Linked DNA regions of Mus musculus: region 2 is linked to region 1. Evidence: chromatin contacts called from public Hi-C data. All regions are on one chromosome and are shown on one strand. Each heading gives the region's core, a stretch centred on a gene start, on an enhancer-like site or on the middle of the called end of the contact. The rest is flanking DNA. Distances are from core to core; before and after follow the strand shown.

Region 1 (4,532 bases), core at 505-3,004:
GATACGGCTGTAAGTCTACAGTAAGAACAGGTATGTGTCTAGGGAAATACTTCCGAAGCATTTCCCTGGCAAGCAGAAGCAGGGATCTGAGTTCAAATCCCCTAGAACCACAAGAAAGCACTGGGCACAGTGGTACTTAATCAGATACTCAGGTACTGTAATCAGATCTCTGAGGAGGCAGAGACAAGGTCACTGGCTGGCCTAATACCGAGGTTGATGGCATTCAAGGTATGACAGCTTTAAGCTATTTTCTGACCTCCACATTCATGTGTGTGCACGCGTGCACACACACACACACTCGCGCAAACACACACATGCACACAGAAACGCACACACACGTACACACATACACACACATGCTCACAGAAACGCACACACACGTACACACATACACACACATGCACATGCCCACGCACACACACATGCCCTGAGAAGTGCTGAGGTGAGGATCCGTTATGAAATACATGCTTTCCTGCAACGCACAGGATTCAACACTGGGCACCAAACACAATAATCTTGGAGACTGTATGCCTGGTATAGAGAAGACACATTTGAAAACAAATGGATTGTATGGCTAGTAACAATGTATTCAGTGTCAGTCAGACGGAATGAACTCTGGACTTCACCAGTGGGTACAGCTATTTGGGAAACATTAGGTCAGCAAATCTGAAGAAAAGTTGGACTGGTAGACAGCAGACTTCTAACATCCCTCTGCTGCATTCCGGAAGTCCTCAAAGGGGGCTGTGCTTTTCTTTTTTCTTTTAGTCTTTATTGGCTATTTTATTTATTTACATTTCAAATGTTATCCCCGTTCCTGGTTTCCTCTCCACAAACACACACGTGCACACACATCCTCCCTCCCTCCTGCTTCTATGAGGGAGCTCCTCCACCCACCCACCCATACAGAGAAGCCCTTGCTAACAGGAGCCTGGTATAGCTGTCCCCTGAGAGGTTCTGCCAGAGCCTGACCAATACAGAGATAGATGTTGGCAGCCAACCATCGGTCTGAGTACGGGGTCCCCAATGGAGGAGTTAGGGGAAGGACTGGAGGAGCTGAAGGGGTTTGCAAACCCATAGGAAGACCAACAATATCAACCAAACAGACTCCCCAGAGCTCCGAGGGACTAAATCACCAACCAAAGAGCACACATGGAGGGGCTGAGCTTTTCATGCCTTGCATTTTAGGTCTCTTACCTTGTCTCTAAGGCAAACCATGACTCATTGCCACATGTGTGTGTCTTGCTGTGGAAACAGTGAAAGGAGAGAGCCAGTGTCTTCCTTTGATTCATCAGAGTAGCTGAGGGATGGTAGAGGGAGACCAGAACCAACCAAACAAGACCAGGAGCGTCCACTGTGGTCTTCCACATAAGTTCAAGCACACGGAGAATGAGGTAAGGCCCAGCCTCCCCCTTAGCAGCTTACGTTTAACTCCTTAGAAGCAGGCTATGTGGTTTTAACTTGCCCATGAACTCAGCGAACTTGCCATCTGACCCTTGCCAAATGACCAACTCTCTGTCTTCTTTATACCACATTTTATCTTTATTAAATGGGTGTCGTTGACACTAATTACAAAAGCACAGAATGGGATTCATTTGGCGGTTCCCTTTAATCCCACTGCCGTTCAGCACTGGTTTTATGCAATTCCTGTGGAATTGTTCTGGCAGAAAATCTAAAAGGCGACACGCCTGACTGTGTCTGTACTTCCTCTATAAATGTCAGAGAAGAGATAAATCCTGGGGACGTGTGGCAGTTTAACCACAATGTCCCATAACTCACAGCTTCTCGGCAGTAAGGAATCTGCTGTACATTTGAGTGCCCCCAGTCAGCACGACAGCAAAGGAGCATGGATTTCCATGCTTGGGGGAAGCAGGGTGAGATGACTGAGTACTTCTTCCAGGGGAGGGTTCATATTCGCAAAAGCCTCTTTGGAAATAGGAGATGAGAATAATTCCCCAAACTTCCCCCAAGGTTCTCTGTCTTTTAGCTAAACCCATGAATGGGCAGGAAGATCCAGAGCCTGCACTTCACAAACCTACTTCCAGCCTGCTCCTTGAGCCAGAAGCACAGCGCAGTGGCTGAGAGAGGGCAGGCAGGTTCGCATTCTGAGTAGTACAGGGGAGTCAACTCTGACACAGGCAGCCCCTGTGCAGGGCAGGGAGGTTGGAATGGCCACATGCTGGGCATCTGTAAGGCTTGCAGAGCAAAGCAGACACATCTCTCAGGAACACAAGCAGGATTAAGACAATTTATTATCCCTACCAATCAGCATTTCCTTTCCACCGAGGCACCTATAGATCAGCACAAGTGATTTCCACAGATTGCCTACTGTAGAGATTTATTTTTAAGATTAAAATTATTGATTTTTTTTTCACGCCACCTCATCAGTGCTACTTAGAAAGATCTCAGCTCATAATGCGGCTGTGCCTACGTGGCATCAAATATGTCCCCGAACGCTAACCTTAGGGCCACAAGATGGCTTCGTCCTGCATTCCTTTGCATTCTAAAACCACCAGGGTATTATTTTATCCCGAATAATCTTTATTTTGGTGTAATATCTAAGGTTAAAAAGGGTGTGCATGAACATGTAATCCTCACAAACACACAAGGCTTTTTAATTTAACCATATTCTCACAGTAAATGGTATCATGCATGTACTTGTGTGTGTATGTATGTGCATGGGTTCATGGGCTTATGAGTGCATGCATATGTGTGCAAAGGTGTACACAGGCACATGTGTGTGCAGATTCACGTGCATGTCTGTGTGCGTGCATGTAGAGGTTAGAGGTCATGCATGTAGAGGTTAGAGGTCATGCATGTAGAGGTTAGAGGTCAACCTTCAGTGTTGTTCCTCGGGAGATGTTGAATTCATTTTTTGAGACAGAGTCTCACAGTGGCCTAAAACTCACTGGGAAGGCTAAGCTGGCTAGCCGGCAAATGACGGCCATCTGCCCATCTCTGCTTCTCCTTCAATGAAGTTTAAACACGTGCTACAACATCCATCTTTTCCCTGGGTCTTAGATTTCATGCTTGCACAATTAACAGAGACATTGGAAGCCCCCCACACAGTACACCTCCAAGTCTTTGTCCCTATAGTCTTCTACTTTACCCCAAGTCAAATGCAGAAAACACCATCCCTGTCAGCAGGTTTTATACCATCACCACCAGCAGCTAGTGATTTTAAAGAACCACAGCAAAATGATGTCTACAATACGCTACTTAAAAAAAAAATGCTTGCTTTTAGCTGTTCAGGGACATTGTTCTTTTTCCAAAACAAGCAGAAAATTGCAGCCAGCTGAGATGGAGGAGAGAGAGAGAGATGTTCAGACAAAGCACACAGACAGCAGTGAGAACTACCTGAGTTCTCAGACCAGGAAGGAGACCCATCAACAGGACTCAGTGGCTGTCTGCCATGGTTTTACTACACTCATTGCTGTGTGGGGAGGACAGGGTGTCCTTACCTGGGTGGTGTGGCTCTCCCGATTTCTCTGAAATGATGAAGTCCCCATGCCACTCAGACACAGCCTTGAGCACCCATCGTCCTCAGCTAAACCTGTAGAAGTCGACACACAGAGCTGTAGTGAGTTTGCACCTCCTTGTCGAAAGGGAAAAACAATGTTCATATGTAGTTAACTAGACAGTGTCATATTCTGTGCACTAACCCATTAGACAATAGCAGATATTAAATTTTGCAGCTAGATGGGAATATCTGAGGCTACTGTAGTTTCAGTAAGCAAAAGAAGAGAGATACTGCCAGGGAGAAAACTGCAAACAGGTCAGATCAGCACAGAAGTGACTGAAGGAGGGACGTTTTCCTAGAGTCTAGAAACAATTCAAAATGCACTTCTAGGAAGAGAGAAGCAGGCTGACAGTGTTTCCCAACTGCATGTTGATGAATGTTAGCATTTCATCTGCCGGGGCAGAATAGAGGAAAAACAGGGACTGAAGAAACGTGACACAGGAGCCCACCTGGGTGCCATGGAAACCAGAGTTGATGCTGGGCAGCTAGGAAGGTAAAACTGACCAATTACAACCTACCAGCTCTTAGCTAAGGACCAAGTAAACATGGCCTTTCAGGAAAAACACACACCCCTCCCGCAAAGGGCACAGACATCCTGTGAGGCATCGGGTGATGTTCTTCATTATTCTGTGCAGCAGAGGCCTGTCTCTGACCCTTGGCATTTGGCCTGTATAATTCTCTGTTCTAAGTCTGTCCTGTGCATTATAAACAGTAGCATCCCTCGTCTTTACGCACTGGATTCACCCTGACTCATGACAATCAAAATGATTTTAGACATTATTGAATGCACCTTGGGGACAGATCTGTTCCCCTACAATGATTGAGAGCCACCATGATGGAGGTAGCATGTACTGCCCCAAGTGACTTGATTAATAAACATGAACAGATAAAAGGAGAACTAACTGCCCCATGGAATGAATTCAACCCAGAGAACTTTAAATACTGAAGCAATTACTCATCTCCTCTGGAAACATAATTAACCAGCACAGTTTAATTGATTAAACATATACATGAT
Region 2 (5,049 bases), core at 94-2,593, 480 kb before region 1:
GGTGAGCAGGGTGAAGGCCGACTGCCTGGACTCTTGACAAGTGTCAAGAGATCATATACATGCTCTCATGAAAAGGAGAGCTGTGTGAGGTACTACTGAAATTCCTAACCAGACAAAAACCTCTACCCCTCCCACTGAGGTTCCCAAACACACAGAAAGCAGGATTCTGCCAAAGTCCACTCTGGAGAACCAGAGGTTAATTGAGCATTGGTTACTTAGAGGGGTCTAGATGCCCCTCCCCACAACAGGCCACCCTGGAAAGCTTTCACTCAGCAGGGATAGGGTTTACCTGCAGCCAAATAGAGGGAGTCCTTCTTCTAGTCTTTCCTTGTGTGTATACTCTCATTCCTCATCAAGAGCACAAGGCATTAAGGCAGACTTGTATACCACAGATGGTAGAGAGTGGCTGCACTCTCATGTGATGGTCTGGTGACCCTTCCCACCCCTCCATGAGGAGGTGTAAACAACCAGCAAGCCCAGATTGGATACTCTTTCTGCAAGAGGGTAGTATAGATGAACTCCCAAGATGGCCACTGCTTGGCTCGGAGAGCAGTGACTTACAACACGAGGTGATGGTTCTTAGCCATCTAGGAGCAACAAGTCCTCAGTGTGTCTACACTTCAAATCATTGCATTTTTTCACAGCAAACACATACAACCCTGGTCAGCTGAGGGGAATGTAAACAGAAGATACACTTGTCCGGCTCCTTACGTTCTGATGATGGGCATAGACAGGAACGGGCTCATTGAGAACTGCGCTTTGAAATGGTTTGTTTCCTGTCCTTGGGAAAGCCCAGCATGCCTAACAGAATCTGCAGCAATGGCAGTGGAGATCTTTCAGATTTTCAGAACCCTGTCAGGTATGTTGTCACCCATAATTATCCCTCAGGCCCCTGGCACAGAGGAGAGACACTGCCTTCATCTCTTACATCCACTGCCAAGTACATCCAAAGTGCTCAGTGAGTGTTTACAATTGGGAGAGGGAGCCACAGGCCTGTTGTGTAAGGCGGAGAGCTTCAGGGAACCTTGCCACAGCACCCCCCAGTGTGAGTCATACCAACACCAATTCCCCCTTGGAGAGAGTCCCTGGGAAGCAGTAGAAAGAGCAGCCAGGATCTAAGCAGCTGATTCTCCCTATTTTGCCTCCCTGCCTCTCTCTGGTGTCTTTAAATCTTCAGATTCCAACAGAGAAGCTGCTGTGGGTGAATCCCACTGCATGCTCTGCAGAGGAATCCAAGATCAGGGTGCAGAGCCCACTCCCACAAAGATACCAAATCATCCAGCTTTGTTTTCATCCCCGAACTGGCAGGCATTCACCTCTGGGGCTCTCCCCTTCCTGAAGCTAGAACTGGTCGGCAAACATAACAAGAGAAGGGATGTTTACTCCTTCATTCGCTGGGTCATGGTCCTTTCTGTTCCCCGTGATGGACAGAAAAGCAGCTGACCTTATGAGGAACATTGGTACCAGTACAGCCTCCTTATTCCTGTGCTGAACTTATAGGGGACAAAAGGAAAGATATCTTGTAATCAACACGTCCCTGCTGCATCTTGATATATTATGTTTTAGCCAGGACATTCAGTGCGGTTTATCATTCACAGACCTCAGAGAGTAGACTTGAGGCAGATAGCAGTGGTCTTTCTAAATGGCACTGCCCTCTTGAGAACTGCACTGACTCCAGGTAGATAGAACCTACTGTGAACACCTCCCTCTTTGTTCAGCATCTCTAGCTGTTACTTAATGAAGACTGACATGGTGGTCACCGATATTGATTCTCTAAACATCCCTGTGTGGCATAGGCCACTCCTACTTTCGAGCTTCAGTGAAGAACTGGACATAAAAACCTGAAGTATTAATATTTGATTTAGTCAGAGTCAAACCCAAGAAACGGAGACTCAGAGCCTGAGCTATGAACTGCAGTGCATAGCAGTGCCTTGGCTATGCACCACAGCCATACGGCTGCCTGGGAACTTTTGCCATTTGTTAGTCAAGAGTGATCCCCAAAGATCTGACCCTGGAAGTAGTCCCAGAAAAATTAGGCTCTTTCAGAGATAGGGAGAGCCTGCATCTGTGAGCACATCTGAAAACAAAGAGTTGGGTGTGATCTTCTGGCAGGAAGTGGCTGCTGAGATCTGGCCATCCTCCAGTGAGGGTGGCTAGCTTCTGTTCTGCCAAAGATACAGGCCAGTCTTGAAGATGTTGTGCAGGGCAGATTAATCTCATAGCCCAGAGAAAATGGCCCAGCTGAAGCTGAATATAAAGTGCCTAAGATTTTGAAAACTACATCTGGTGAGCAAAGATAAGATGAGAGGCACCAGGCCCAGATCAAAGCAGCCTAGAGCAGCGTCTTCTCCAGTTTCTGAGGGAGCCACCTGTAGTCCACAGGGCTTCTGCACACACGTGGAAGCCACGGAAATCCAGGACCATTTCTCACCTCAAGAGCCTGCAGGGCTAGTTCTGAGCCGCCACGTGCTGCTTCTCGAAGATGATCATTTGGGGCATGCGGGGCATTTCCAGTCCTCTCTGAGCCTTGCCTGCTGCCGTATGAACTTTGCATGTGTTAAATAAATGTTTGCTGGGTGAATCCACCACAGAGCTCATTTCCTTCTGTACCCATTCATCTTGGGATCAGACTTAGAATCAGTGAAGAATTTGGTGTGGCGTCTGGGCGTGTCTGTGAAAGTATGTCCATAGAAGATTCAGTGAGGAACTGTGATGCACCCTGAGTGAATGGCTGAGGGCTACACAAAACAAAAGGGGGAAAAAGGAAAAAGCCATGGACTGCCATTGTTTCCTCTGCCTCTGCCTGCCAATCAGCCATGCTGTGAGACACTTCTCTCTACCTCATGCTCCAACCACCATGATGTTGGTCCAACCACATGGGGTGAAGCAAGCATGACTGAACCCACTGAAACTGTGAGAAAAGAAAGCCCTTCCTCCTTTAGATGTGAAAAGTGACCATCCCACTCGATTGCTGTGCTGGGGAGTTTTATGTCAGCTTGGCACAGCCACAGTATTTTAGGAGGAGGGAATCTTAATTGAGAAAATGCTCCCTAAAATTGACCCATGTGGTATTTCCTTAATTTATCGTTCATTGTAGGAGAGCCCACACCACTGTGGGTGGGGCCATACCTGGGCTGGTGGTCCTGGGTTCTATAAGGAAGCAGGCTGAGCAAACCAGGAGGAGCAAGCCAGTAAGCAGCACCCCTCCATGGTCTCTGCATCAGCTCCTGCCTCCAGGTGCCTGCCCTGACTTCTAACTTCCCTTCTGTCTTCCTCCACCCTGCTTTTTATAAGGTTATTGACAATAACAGATCAAGGATCCACCCTGCTTCAGGCTAACTACATCAACAGTGACCTCACTACCAAATCAAGTCATAGTCTGACATAGTGCGAGTTAGAGTTTCGGTGCGTGGATTCTAAGGAAAGAAAAAAAAAGTACTGTTCTTGTTACAGCAAAACAGATGGCATCAAGCACAGGTGATGTCTTCAGGTTCAGACAGGGTCAGTGGGAATATCTTGTCTCATCATGTCTGTGGTCTGTACTAGAAGGACTCACAAGTGACCAATGGCCGGAAGTTCCTGAAGGCCTTATGACAGCTTCTGTGCCTTATGGCTAGGCTGGACTCTCCACAGATAGGCCTGTCAGATTGAGTGCCTGCCTGCATGGTCCTCCAAGCTGAACTTCCTTTGCACATAGTTGCCTTGGCTCTAGGGGTGGAGGCCCAGAGAATGAAGGGGAAGATGTGTCATCTATAGTGGCTTTGGGAGCCCCACAGCAGCATCTCCACCTCATTCTATAGATGAAGCCCAATCAACTCCCAGATTGGAGGGAAGGGGAGCAAGCTACACCTGTTAATGGAGGTGGGTTGGAAGGAAAGTCCCATTGACAGACATGTGAGGCAGTAGATACAGTGTTAGGGGAAAGTGATTTCATCTGAGTCTTCCTTGACCATTGCCCATCATGGAGTAGTAGCTGCTGTGGTAACTTCAGAGTACCTCAGCTCTACTGTCTCGGCAAAAGGATAAGCAAATACAGTAGGATCGTCAGAGTAGAGTAGGGGAGGGTCACCAGACCTTTACCTGAGATCATAGCCACCACCCTCTCCTCCATCTGTATGTGTGGTCTTGAGGATGCTGTTCTGTGTAAGAGGTGGATGGTTGTCTGAAGATGAAGATTCCAGCGAGGCAGGCAGCTGGTAAGTTCACATCCATCCTGGGTGGGGCTCTGGTGCTGCAGGTGTATGGAGTCATCCAAGCTTCTGTAGGTAAACCCACAACGTTGTTTCCGTAAGATGAACCTGGATTGAGTCGTCTCTTTGGTTTGTTGTTTGTGTCTCATCTGGGATGTCTCTCCGGGAAAAGTCAAACAACATGTGGTCATGTAGGAGTAATTTTGCCCGTAGCCTACAGCTTTCACAAATGGGATTGGGTCTGGTTAGTTGTGAAGCAATTCCATGGGCCATGATGTGAGCCTGTCTGTTGGGGTTCTCGTTCTTCTTATAGTTGTCTTTCTGCTTAGTTATTTGTTCATTATCCCATGTGTGTGTGTGTGTGTGTGTGTGTGTGTGTGTGTGTTTGTGTGTGTGTGTATAATGTATGGTGTCATATTCTTCCTGTTTAATCTTTTATGCCCCCTTTCCCACTGAAACCCTCCTACTTTCTTGGTTTTGTTTTGTTTTTTGTAGCTCACTGCATTTAATCAGGGTTGCTTACACAATCATGGGAGTTGGGTAGGGGTGAGTGTGCAAAATGCTTAGTCAAAATTTCAAGCAATTTTCCTGATATAATGACATAATCTGTTTTTCCAATGACACATCCATGCTCAGACTTTCTGCTTTTATGGACAAATGTCTCAGCACTAATGTTTTTCTTTGTAAATGCACACATCTTAATTTATTAGCACTTTTGATAGTCTTGTTTCAAGTATAGATAAGGAAATCTTAGAGATCAATAATAGAGGTAAATGGCTTAGTGTGATGAGTAGGCAAAAAGTACCTGCGCCTTCAATTTATATAAAGTAAAACAGATGGCTTATGAAAAGATACACAG

What was found. Hi-C and Micro-C count contacts between places; a contact is called where the count stands out from the background.
Region 2: a contact with region 1 is called in a Hi-C map of the N1E-115 cell line, with 2.6 times the contacts expected there. The contact joins two enhancer-like sites. A contact is called at or near these places in 2 of 484 Hi-C or Micro-C datasets (the N1E-115 cell line and bone marrow-derived macrophages) and 1 of 115 datasets of contacts at active chromatin or transcription factors (large pre-B cells).

The regions. Positions count from the first base shown.
Region 1 is chr8:10,603,808-10,608,339 of GRCm38.p6, reverse strand. Myo16 (myosin XVI) reads right to left here. Exons shown (of 35, transcript NM_001319151.1): 34 at 3,459-3,550. Among named protein-coding and RNA genes, the nearest start is that of Gm32330, 67 kb to the left of the region's middle. Within about 2 kb of position 1,754, at least 33 of the 459 cell types and tissues checked have an H3K27ac peak or open chromatin away from gene starts, as enhancers often do. A contact at or near this core is called in the N1E-115 cell line, where this site is marked.
Region 2 is chr8:11,081,380-11,086,428 of GRCm38.p6, reverse strand. No RefSeq gene overlaps it. Among named protein-coding and RNA genes, the nearest start is that of Irs2, 75 kb to the right of the region's middle. Within about 2 kb of position 1,343, at least 39 of the 459 cell types and tissues checked have an H3K27ac peak or open chromatin away from gene starts, as enhancers often do. A contact at or near this core is called in the N1E-115 cell line, where this site is marked.